Regions from separate parts of the Sus scrofa genome. Here regions 1 and 2 are each linked to region 3. The links are chromatin contacts, called in public Hi-C maps. All regions are on one chromosome and are shown on one strand. Each heading gives the region's core, a stretch centred on a gene start, on an enhancer-like site or on the middle of the called end of the contact. The rest is flanking DNA. Distances are from core to core; before and after follow the strand shown.

The links. Hi-C and Micro-C count contacts between places; a contact is called where the count stands out from the background.
Region 1: a contact with region 3 is called in a Hi-C map of liver, with 1.9 times the contacts expected there. The contact joins two enhancer-like sites. A contact is called at or near these places in 9 of 47 Hi-C or Micro-C datasets (alveolar macrophages, blood, epiblast stem cells and 5 more) and 1 of 2 datasets of contacts at active chromatin or transcription factors (alveolar macrophages).
Region 2: a contact with region 3 is called in a Hi-C map of fetal liver, with 1.8 times the contacts expected there. The contact joins two enhancer-like sites. A contact is called at or near these places in 1 of 5 promoter capture datasets (liver), 2 of 47 Hi-C or Micro-C datasets (fetal liver and liver) and 1 of 2 datasets of contacts at active chromatin or transcription factors (alveolar macrophages).

The regions. Positions count from the first base shown.
Region 1 is chr18:5,548,511-5,551,578 of Sscrofa11.1, forward strand. All of the region lies in intron 1 of PRKAG2 (5'-AMP-activated protein kinase subunit gamma-2), which reads left to right. Among named protein-coding and RNA genes, the nearest start is that of PRKAG2, 75 kb to the left of the region's middle. Within about 2 kb of position 1,496, at least 4 of the 83 cell types and tissues checked have an H3K27ac peak or open chromatin away from gene starts, as enhancers often do. A contact at or near this core is called in liver, where this site is marked.
Region 2 is chr18:5,381,800-5,384,665 of Sscrofa11.1, forward strand. All of the region lies in intron 7 of GALNTL5 (inactive polypeptide N-acetylgalactosaminyltransferase-like protein 5), which reads right to left. Among named protein-coding and RNA genes, the nearest start is that of GALNT11, 35 kb to the left of the region's middle. Within about 2 kb of position 1,467, at least 3 of the 83 cell types and tissues checked have an H3K27ac peak or open chromatin away from gene starts, as enhancers often do. A contact at or near this core is called in fetal liver, where this site is marked.
Region 3 is chr18:5,466,826-5,469,842 of Sscrofa11.1, forward strand. The region is part of intron 1 of GALNTL5 (inactive polypeptide N-acetylgalactosaminyltransferase-like protein 5); the gene reads right to left. Among named protein-coding and RNA genes, the nearest start is that of GALNTL5, 6.6 kb to the right of the region's middle. Within about 2 kb of position 1,581, at least 20 of the 83 cell types and tissues checked have an H3K27ac peak or open chromatin away from gene starts, as enhancers often do. A contact at or near this core is called in fetal liver and liver, where this site is marked.

The DNA.
Region 1 (3,068 bases), core at 246-2,745, 82 kb after region 3:
GGAGGGAGCCTCCGGGGCAGCCGCGTGAATCAGCCAGGACCACCAGGTGAGGGGAGGGGGTCGAGGAGGGGGGGCTGCACGAGCAAAAAATAGTGGCTTTCTTTTCATTTTTACATCAGGGCGTCTCTCAGACGGCAGTCACAGACCATGGTGTCCTCATGGAAAATAAAGAATCCTGGAACTTCCCCGAGAGGTCACTTGGGGCTTTTCCCCTAACCTGGCCCCTGTCTCTCCCCCGTTGCCATGATTCAGAGTTGGTTCCCTATTTTTCCGAGCGTGGTTATATAACATGACTGTTCTCAAAGGCTCCAATTGACCGTGGCTCTGGTCACCGCCCCCCCCCCAATGTTGGCACCAAGAATTGCCCGTTTGGTGGTTTTCCGGTGTTGAGCAAAAAAGCCAGTCCATCTGGAGATGCCTCACTTGTGCCTCCCACCTTCTCTGCAGGAGGCAAAATTCAAGCCACAATTCCAACAGCGCAGGCGCGGTCCAAGTTAGGTGGCACTGGCAGTCCCCCTGTGTTGGTGACGGCAGCAGGGGAGTGGAGGGGACAGGAAGGCCGGGAGCTGGGTACCCGTGGTTCTGAGGACGCCACTCATGGCTTTTCAGGATCACAGCAAACATCCGATGGGATGAGCCTGGCGTTGGTTCTGACCGTGCAGGTGCTGAAGATTCAGGAACCTTAGAATCAATTGAGAAGCTAGAGGGTCGGTACTTGAGAAGCAGATCAAGACCCACGTTAAGGTAGAAAGCCAGGAATGCTTCTGGGTCCCAAGCCAGCATCTCTTTCTCTCTTTTTAGGGCCACACCTGCGGCATATGGACGTTCCCAGGCTAGGGGTCCAATCAGACCTCCAACTGCTGGCCTACACCACAGCCTCAGCAACGCCAGATCCGAGCCGCATCTGCGACCTACGCCACAGCTCATGGCAATGCGGATCCTTAACCCACTGAGTGGGGCCAGGGATCGAACCCGCGTCCTCATGGATGCTGGTCAGGTAGCATGGAACCTGCTGAGCCACAACGGGACTCCCAGCCCGCATCTCTGTGGCACAGCAAGGAGGCAAAGGGCACAGCCTCATCCTGCGGTCGGTGGTGCCCATGTTTCTGGAGAGTGCCCTGAGCTGTGACAGCTGCGAGGAGTATTTGGTCGTTGGAGAGAAGAACAGTATTTTTATGACAAATACGCAAAGATGGAAGAAGCATTTAATTCTCTGTCTGGCGGGGCTCCTTTAAAGCGCTCCTGACCCCACCTGCTCTTTAGCTCAGCTAAGAACAGAGAAGGTGTGCGCGGAAAGGCGTCTTCTGAAATTATCTAGTTAAACCCTCTCATTTGGCAGATGGGAAACTGGGTTCAGACCTGCCCAAGATCCCCCTCCGACCCCCAGATGGTAAACAGAACAGGGCTGGAAGCCAGCCTTCTGGCTCCGTCTCTGGGAACAGGTCATGTTCCTACGTGCCCGAGGGGTGCAGGCTAGTCGATGCCCAGACAGCGCCCTGGGTCAGCCGCCCGGAGCCTGTGGCCTCGGGGCCACTCGGCAGGAGAGGAGTCCGGCTGTCCTCGCTGTGTTCCTTCCTCGGTGGGAGGCAGACCGCTGGTAACAGCACAGGAATGTTCCAGGGTGACCCTGACATTTAAAACCCCCAGCTGGCCCTCAGATGCTGGCCATGGCCCCTGACATTGGCAGCCTTTCTGTTTGTCCTGTGTTTGCACTTTTGTCAGGGTGCTTTCTGGGGTAGCCCAGCTGCATCAACAAAGGCGCTTTGGAAGACAAAGCGTCAGAAATGCTGAAAGGGCAGAACGGTGTCTGATCGATACACACCTGCTATCGAGGCTGAAACATCAGCTGGTCGGAAACAGTGTGGAGAAATGTTGGGAGAAGTGGCAGGGCAGTGGGGAAGCTATACATAAGATCCCAAACTATGCAAAATGTGACGTGCTTGCATGTTGGGGAGGGGGTACTTGATACATTTCTGTCCTTTGTGTCATCAAAGGATGATGCAGCATCAACTTGGGTTACTCTAGAGAAGAAGCAGATCTTAGAAAGTGTGGCCAGCGGCCTTGGGAGTGACCTGTTGAACCAGACAAACCCTCCTCCCTCCTTCCTTCTCCCCTGGCATCTCACTCTGCCAAGGAGGGGGGCCTCTGTCTTCACAGCCTCTGATACTGCCTTGTTTCTTGTCGCTGGAGCTGAGCCGTCCCCAGGAGGCGGGAGGGCTCAGGAGAGCTCTGAGCGGGGAGCTGGTGGACGTGGGCTCTAGGTCTTGCTTGCTACCGTCTGGCTGTCTGGGCCTTGGGCAAGTGGCTTTGCCTCCCTGAGCCTCAGCATCTTCCTCTATAGACCGGGACTGTATCATGGGCCTCTCCTATTGTACGGGCTCCTCTGAGGACCAAATTGGAATTCGAAGGACATGCTCATGGCAAATTCATGCCAGCTCTGCAGCTGGTACCTTCTTTCTTTGGCTTTCACCTGAAAGTCTGAAGAGGGGCCGGGATAGGGGATTCAATGAGCTGTCTGTAAGGTCAGCGGACGTCTCAGGAATGTTCTCAAACCCGGGGCCTTTCTCTTCTGTCCTGTTGCTTTCCTGACAGCTGCCTTTATCAGCCCAAATCCTAGAAATGCGCTTTCCCCAGAGCCGCTGCCATTCATCTCCAGGCACATGGTCAGGGTCTAATATGCAGCACGTGCATCTGAGGACAGTCCCAGGGGACCAAGCTGTCTCTTGGCACCTCAAAGTGGCCCAGAGAAGCGCCCACCCAGCGCCCAGGGGAGGTGGATGGCCTGCTGATGGGGAAGGGATATTCAGGGGTGGTGAGGTGTGTTCAGAGCACTGAGGGCAGCACGAAGCTCTGGTGGGCATTTAAACTTCAGCAGGGCAAGCTCCAGGAGCCTGGCTTTCTGGAATGCCAGCCGACATAGGAGGCCCGGTCCTGCTCGTTCCACCTGCTGATAGTCTCATGGTCACGGCTGTCTGGAGACTTTCCCACACCCAGCCGCCAAGGTGCATGCTGCTTCCTGGTGAGCTCAGGGAGGTGACAGCCAGATTAGAATCATGGAATGCGGGGTG
Region 2 (2,866 bases), core at 217-2,716, 85 kb before region 3:
CTTTTGTAAACTGTCCAAGCATTTCCATTTAATTCACACTATAAATCTGTTAAACACAGCCAATTGGATTTTGTAAAAAACACTTCAAAGTGAGCATGCTATTTGAATTTCTCCTTTTTGTTCGTTTGTTATGTTTCCATGGCCTGACAGTGTGGTGATACTGTTTCATTGTAATGGAAATCAGACCTGGTGGGTTTTGAGTCCTGAATTACATGACCTGGAACAAGCCTCTGACCTTTTGCGGGAGATCAGCTTCTTTTTTAAAAAATATATTTTATTATTTTTTTTCCTCTTTTTTGGCCTCCTGGCGGCACATGGACTTCCCAGGCCAGGGACCAGGTCTGAGTGGCAGTTGTGAACCTAAGCTGAAGCTGCGGCAACCCTGGATCCTTAACCCACTGTGCTGGGTGGGGATCGAACTTGTGTCCCAACGCTTCCAAGATGCCACAGATGCCGTTGTGCCACAGTGGAAACTTCCTCTTTTTTTTTTTTTTTTTTTTTAATTAAACAAATTATTTTGGAGTTCCCATCGTGGTGCAGTGGAAACAAATCTAACTAGGAACTGGGAGGTTTTCAGGATCGATCCCTGGCATCGCTCAGTGGGTTAAGGATCTGGCGTTGCTGTGGCTGTGGTGTAGGCTGGCAGCTGTAGTTCCGATTGGACCCCTAGCCTGGGAACCTCCATGTGCCGCAGGTGTGGCCCTAAAAAGCAAAAAGAAAAAAAATTATTTTTACAGTAGGACCCCATGGCTTATCCATTCCAAATGCAATAGTTTGCATCTACCAAGACATGGCAACAACCTACATGTCCACCAACAGATGACTGGATTAAGAAGACAGTGGTACATCTATATAATGGAATACTACTTAGCTTCTTCTTTTTTGTTTTTTTGGTGGCACCAGGAGCATGAGGAAGTTCCCATGGCAGGGATCGAACCTACACCACAGTAGCAACCCGAGCCACAGCAGTGACAACGCTGGATCCTAAACCCCCTGAGCTACCAGGAGACACCGAGATTAGCTTCTTTTAACTGGGAAATAAGACTGGTGAGTTCTAAAATCTCCAAGGGACTTTCCACCATGAATTCTGTATTTTGATTACTTCATCCCGTATTTTTCATAGTGTTATTTGATATATTTTATCATCATACATGGTAACTGTTATGTTTTGATTTTTTGTACTAATCACTTTCAAATAAGCATTTAATATTAATGCTTAAAAAAAAGAATGTTTATAATAACCTCATCTATCATTACGTATCTTTGTTCCCATACCACAGACTGGGGAGTCGAAGCTCAGGGAAGCCGTTTGCTCATGATCCTGTAGCTGGTGATTGGCACATACAGAGCTTGAAACCAAGGCTCTGGTTCGAAACCCAAGGAAGGCTCTTTTACTGTCCCCTGTCACTGCCCTTTGATGTTTGCAGCGGAGAGTCAGGCACTGCCCTCTGCCCGGCTGCCTCTGGAAAGCTCCGCTCAAGGGCCCCTGTACCCTAAACCAGCCGGCCCCTCTGCCCCCACCTGCAAAGACTCCTGGTCTGCCTGAGTAGTTACATCTCCAGAAGCAGCTGCACTGTCAGGAAGCCAGTGAATTACCACCCTCCAGCTCACGCTCAGCTGCCTACAGAGAAGTCTCTAAGACATAAGCTTTACCACAAGCTTAGTGGCTGAAAGCAACAAAAATACATTCTCTTACAGTCCTGTAGGCCAGGTGTCCAACACAGGTCTTCCTGGGCTGAAAATCAAGGTGCTGGCTGGGCTCGATTCCTTCCTGGACGCTCTAGAGGAGGAGCCTTTTCCAGCTTCTAGAAGCTGCTCACATTCCTTCGTCCCTCTCATCCATCTTCAAAGCCAGCCTCAGCGGACGAAGTCCTTATGCCCAACTTGCAGACCCTCTGACCATGACCTGGAAGGTCTCCCTGTCCTAAGGGCTCAGGTGGTTAGAGTGGGCGCGCCGGGTGATCCAGGCTCATTCCCCATCAAAGCCCTTAACTCTAACCACGTGGGCTACATACAGTAACAGAGTCCCAGGTTTGGGCGATTACACAACCTCTGGTGGAGGGTGTTCTTTCTACCGTATTGGGCAACAGTTTCTCATTCTGTGTGAACGTCAGACAGCAATCCAATGGCTCTCGATGACCTGTTAGATTTTGTCAACCTTTAGCCTCTAGGATGTCAGCGGAAAGCTATGTCTCCTCTCCCCTGACCTGGCCACTTGCTGACCATCTAAGCCAAATCAGTGGAAGACACTGTTCTTACCCCCAGATTTCCCTGTATTTATTCTCCCAAACTTCTTCCACGGAGGACCACCCTTTAACTCTCTCCACAGTCCCCTCATTTAAAGTCAGCTTCCCTTACTCATTTTTCCCCCACGAAGTTCCCCCAACGCCTTCCTGCCTTATGCAAACCCTGACTCTCCTTAGAAGATGCTATTTCCCCAGCTATTCTGTTCTTTTATTCATTTGTTCTTTTGGCTGCTCCAAGGCACATGGAGTTCCCGAACCAGGATCAGATCTGAGGGCATGCGTGCCACCTGAGCCACAGCTGTGGCAACGCCGGATCCTTAACTCACTGTGCTGGGCAGGGGATCGTACCTGCATCCTAGCGCTCCCAAAGACACCACCCATCTCATTGCACCACTGTGGGAACTCCTATTTCCCCAGCAATACTGTTCACTAGAAACTTGCTCCTGGTGTTCTCGTTGTGGCGCAGCAGAAATGAATCGGACTAGGAACCATTAGGTTTCGGGTTCGATGCCTGGCCTTGCTCAGTGGGTTAAGGATCTGGCGTTGCTGTGAGCTGTGGTATAGGGTGGCAGCTGTAGCTTCAATTGGATCCCTAGCCTGGGAACCTCCATATACTGCGG
Region 3 (3,017 bases), core at 331-2,830:
TTTGTCTCTGGTCCTAAAATACCTTCCTGGGGAAGAAGACCAGACTCCAGCAGCACTTTGAAGTGAATGCCCGAGGACCACTCGGCGAGGAAGAAGAAGGCTGCTCCATCTTCCAGGCCTTCCTTCGAGGCCACCAGACCCGTGGCAACCTCGGAATAGTGCTTAGGGGAAGTGAGCCTCCTCCCGAGGCTCATCGGAGGGCAGGCCACACGGACCTCTCAGAGGGTCACGGGGCACGTGCCCAGGAAACTATGGACTTTCTGCAATTTTCCAGAACAACTGTGGAAAGCAAACAGTCATGTGCCTGCTCTGGAACTGACGTCCAGGAAAAGGAAGGAACTAACATGGACGAGTATCTCCCACACGTGGGCGCTGACACACTCCCAGGTGTTCTTCTTCTTATTATTATTATTTTTTTGTCTTTTTAGGGCCTCACCCGAGGCATATGGAGGTTCCCAGGCTAGGGTCCAATCTGAGCTACAGCTGCTGGCCTACAGCACAGCCACAGCCACACCAGATCCGAGCCACGTCTGCAACCTACAGTTCATGGCAAGGCCGGATCCTTAACCCACTGAGCAGGACCAGGGATTGAACCTGCAACTTCATCGTTCCAAGTTGGATTCCTTTCCACTGCGCCACGACGGGAACTCCCTCTCCCCCCGCCCCATTCCTATCCCTGAGTTTCAAGGTGGTTACAAATTGCCTGCAGATGCCCCACCAGGGTGTGGCAGAGGCAGGTGGCACTCCAGAGTCTCTGCTCCTCCCACTGCTCTTCCTTAAATATCACAGAAACCCCAAGCATCCATAAAAAACAAATCAACAAAACAAACTATACGAAAAGGGGGGGGGAGCCTGAAAGAAAAAAAGAGCAAGATAAACAAAGCCAAAAGACAAACAGACCAGGAAGAAACATTCGCAAGCCACAGTCCTGACCAAGAGCTCATTTGTTCAATATATATAAAGCGCTCCTATAAATAGATAAGAAAAAGACCTACCACCCCAAAGGAGAACCACCAACGAGCCCAGAGTCCCAGAAAGGGAACCGAATCGGAAATACAAGTGCCCCCAACATTGCTCATCCTCGTTCACGAGACGCACAAAGTACAATGAGACACTATTTTCACCCAACAGAATGGAAACCACCACAAACTTACAAAAGAGTCTGTGTGGGAGAGGGCCTGGAGAGACAGGCGTGGGCATTCTCTGTCGGTGGGAGCGAAAATCGCCCGACCTCCAGGCGGGGGCAATTTCCTGCGGGTGGAAATGAACCCCCCGCCGCCGCACGCGGGCACCCCCTCCGCGCCGCATCCGCGCTCTGCTCCGGCGCCGCCCGCCCAAGCACGTGCCCCTCGGAACACGGCTGAACGTGGGTAACGACGTGTGTGCAAGCATTCCAGCCCTGGAAGCAGCCTAAACTTTTGTCGGGAGGAGACAGCATTAAAAAAGTAATAAATCATAAGGCTTAATCACGACAAATTACGTAACGTCTATACAATGGAATACTAGGCAGCTGTTCCCAAAACGACACAGCTCTGCAGAGGGAGATGCAGAACCTCCCGGCCACGGCCCTGGGTGAGGCGCAGCACACAGGGCGGGTTCCATTTGTGCGGAGAAAGGTCTGCACAGGCGCCTCCTCTCACTCTCCTGCGGGAGGCTGCGCGCCCCTTCCCTCTCCTCACCCCCCGCACCTCTTCCGAACCAGCCGCTTGCTTGGTGGCATCACTTCCTATTCCCCAGGAAACCAGACGTGGTCAGGAAGACAGACCCCCTCCACCTTCTCCCTGCCTGCGCCCCCACCTCCATCGGATGCTGGGAAGCCCTGAGAGCCGGGTGAACAAGCTGCGATGGCAGGAAAATGTTCTCTCAGGCTGGTCAAAGAACAATGAACACTGTAATTATGTTTTATTTTTTGACCCAGAGGGTAAAGAGCCACAATGAGTGGGGAGTGGAAAAACAAGCCAGGCCTTTGGCACAATGATGCTGCTGGGAGTGTGTTGCAATGATCTAAAATGAGCCGACGCAAACCCGTGGCACAGAGTTTGACTCGGAAAATCTCTCTCTCCCCATTCTCTCCCAGGACCTCAGGCAACTCTTCACAGTTATATTTAGGAATATTTCACAAAATACCTTTCTGACCTCGGTGGCATAAGGGCTGTCGAAAACCACTATGTCCTTGAGAGCTGCCTACATGTCAGTCCAGAGCCCTTGAACCCAGCCTCCTGCGGGTTCTGTCTGTGCACCGAATGGGCACTTACTGATTACGGTATAAAGGGCTAAGGTACAAGGACAAGGTCGTGCCTGGTTTTAACTCTGACTGTGGCTGGGCCTTGGTAGGAGGGACACACCTTTCTCTGAGAGTCAAGATAACTGTGCACCTGCAATGGGGCTTGGAGATCAGCGGGTCCAGGCTTTTCTGTATCCTCTTGAAAATCCAGGATATGACCTGGTGCTCTGCTCCCCAAATGCCCATCCCAAGGGACTGTAAATATATATTTTTTTCCCTGGAATTGTGTTGAAAAGCTGTAAGTGGCATTCCTGAGGCCAGGTGTGGACATCAGGTGCATGTCATGTGACGGGATGGTAACAAAGGTGCTGGCAGGGAGCCTCCCCTACAAGTTCATGTTCAGATCGGGACTGAACATAGGAACTTCGGGGCCAGTCGGATGACCAAAGTAATTTTATTTGCTCAGGAAATAATTACAATTGATTTGCATGATTTAATCCCACCTGAAACACATAGGTTAGCGAGGGGGGTCAGACATTAGTCCAAGCCATATTCAGATTAACGGTGGTATTCCAAATTTCCCAGCCTTACAGCAGATTCAACGCTCAGGACTAAGTCGAGAACCACCACAAGAGACCTTTAGTTAAATTCTGCAGCCCAGGGAGCTCAAACCCACCACTCTGATGGGAGGTAAAGCCCGATCACCAGGGCAAAAGTCAGCATGGGAAACTCTGTGAAACAATTATGAAAGCAGCCAGTGGCGGTACGAAAGGCTTCATTCCCAACTAATGCT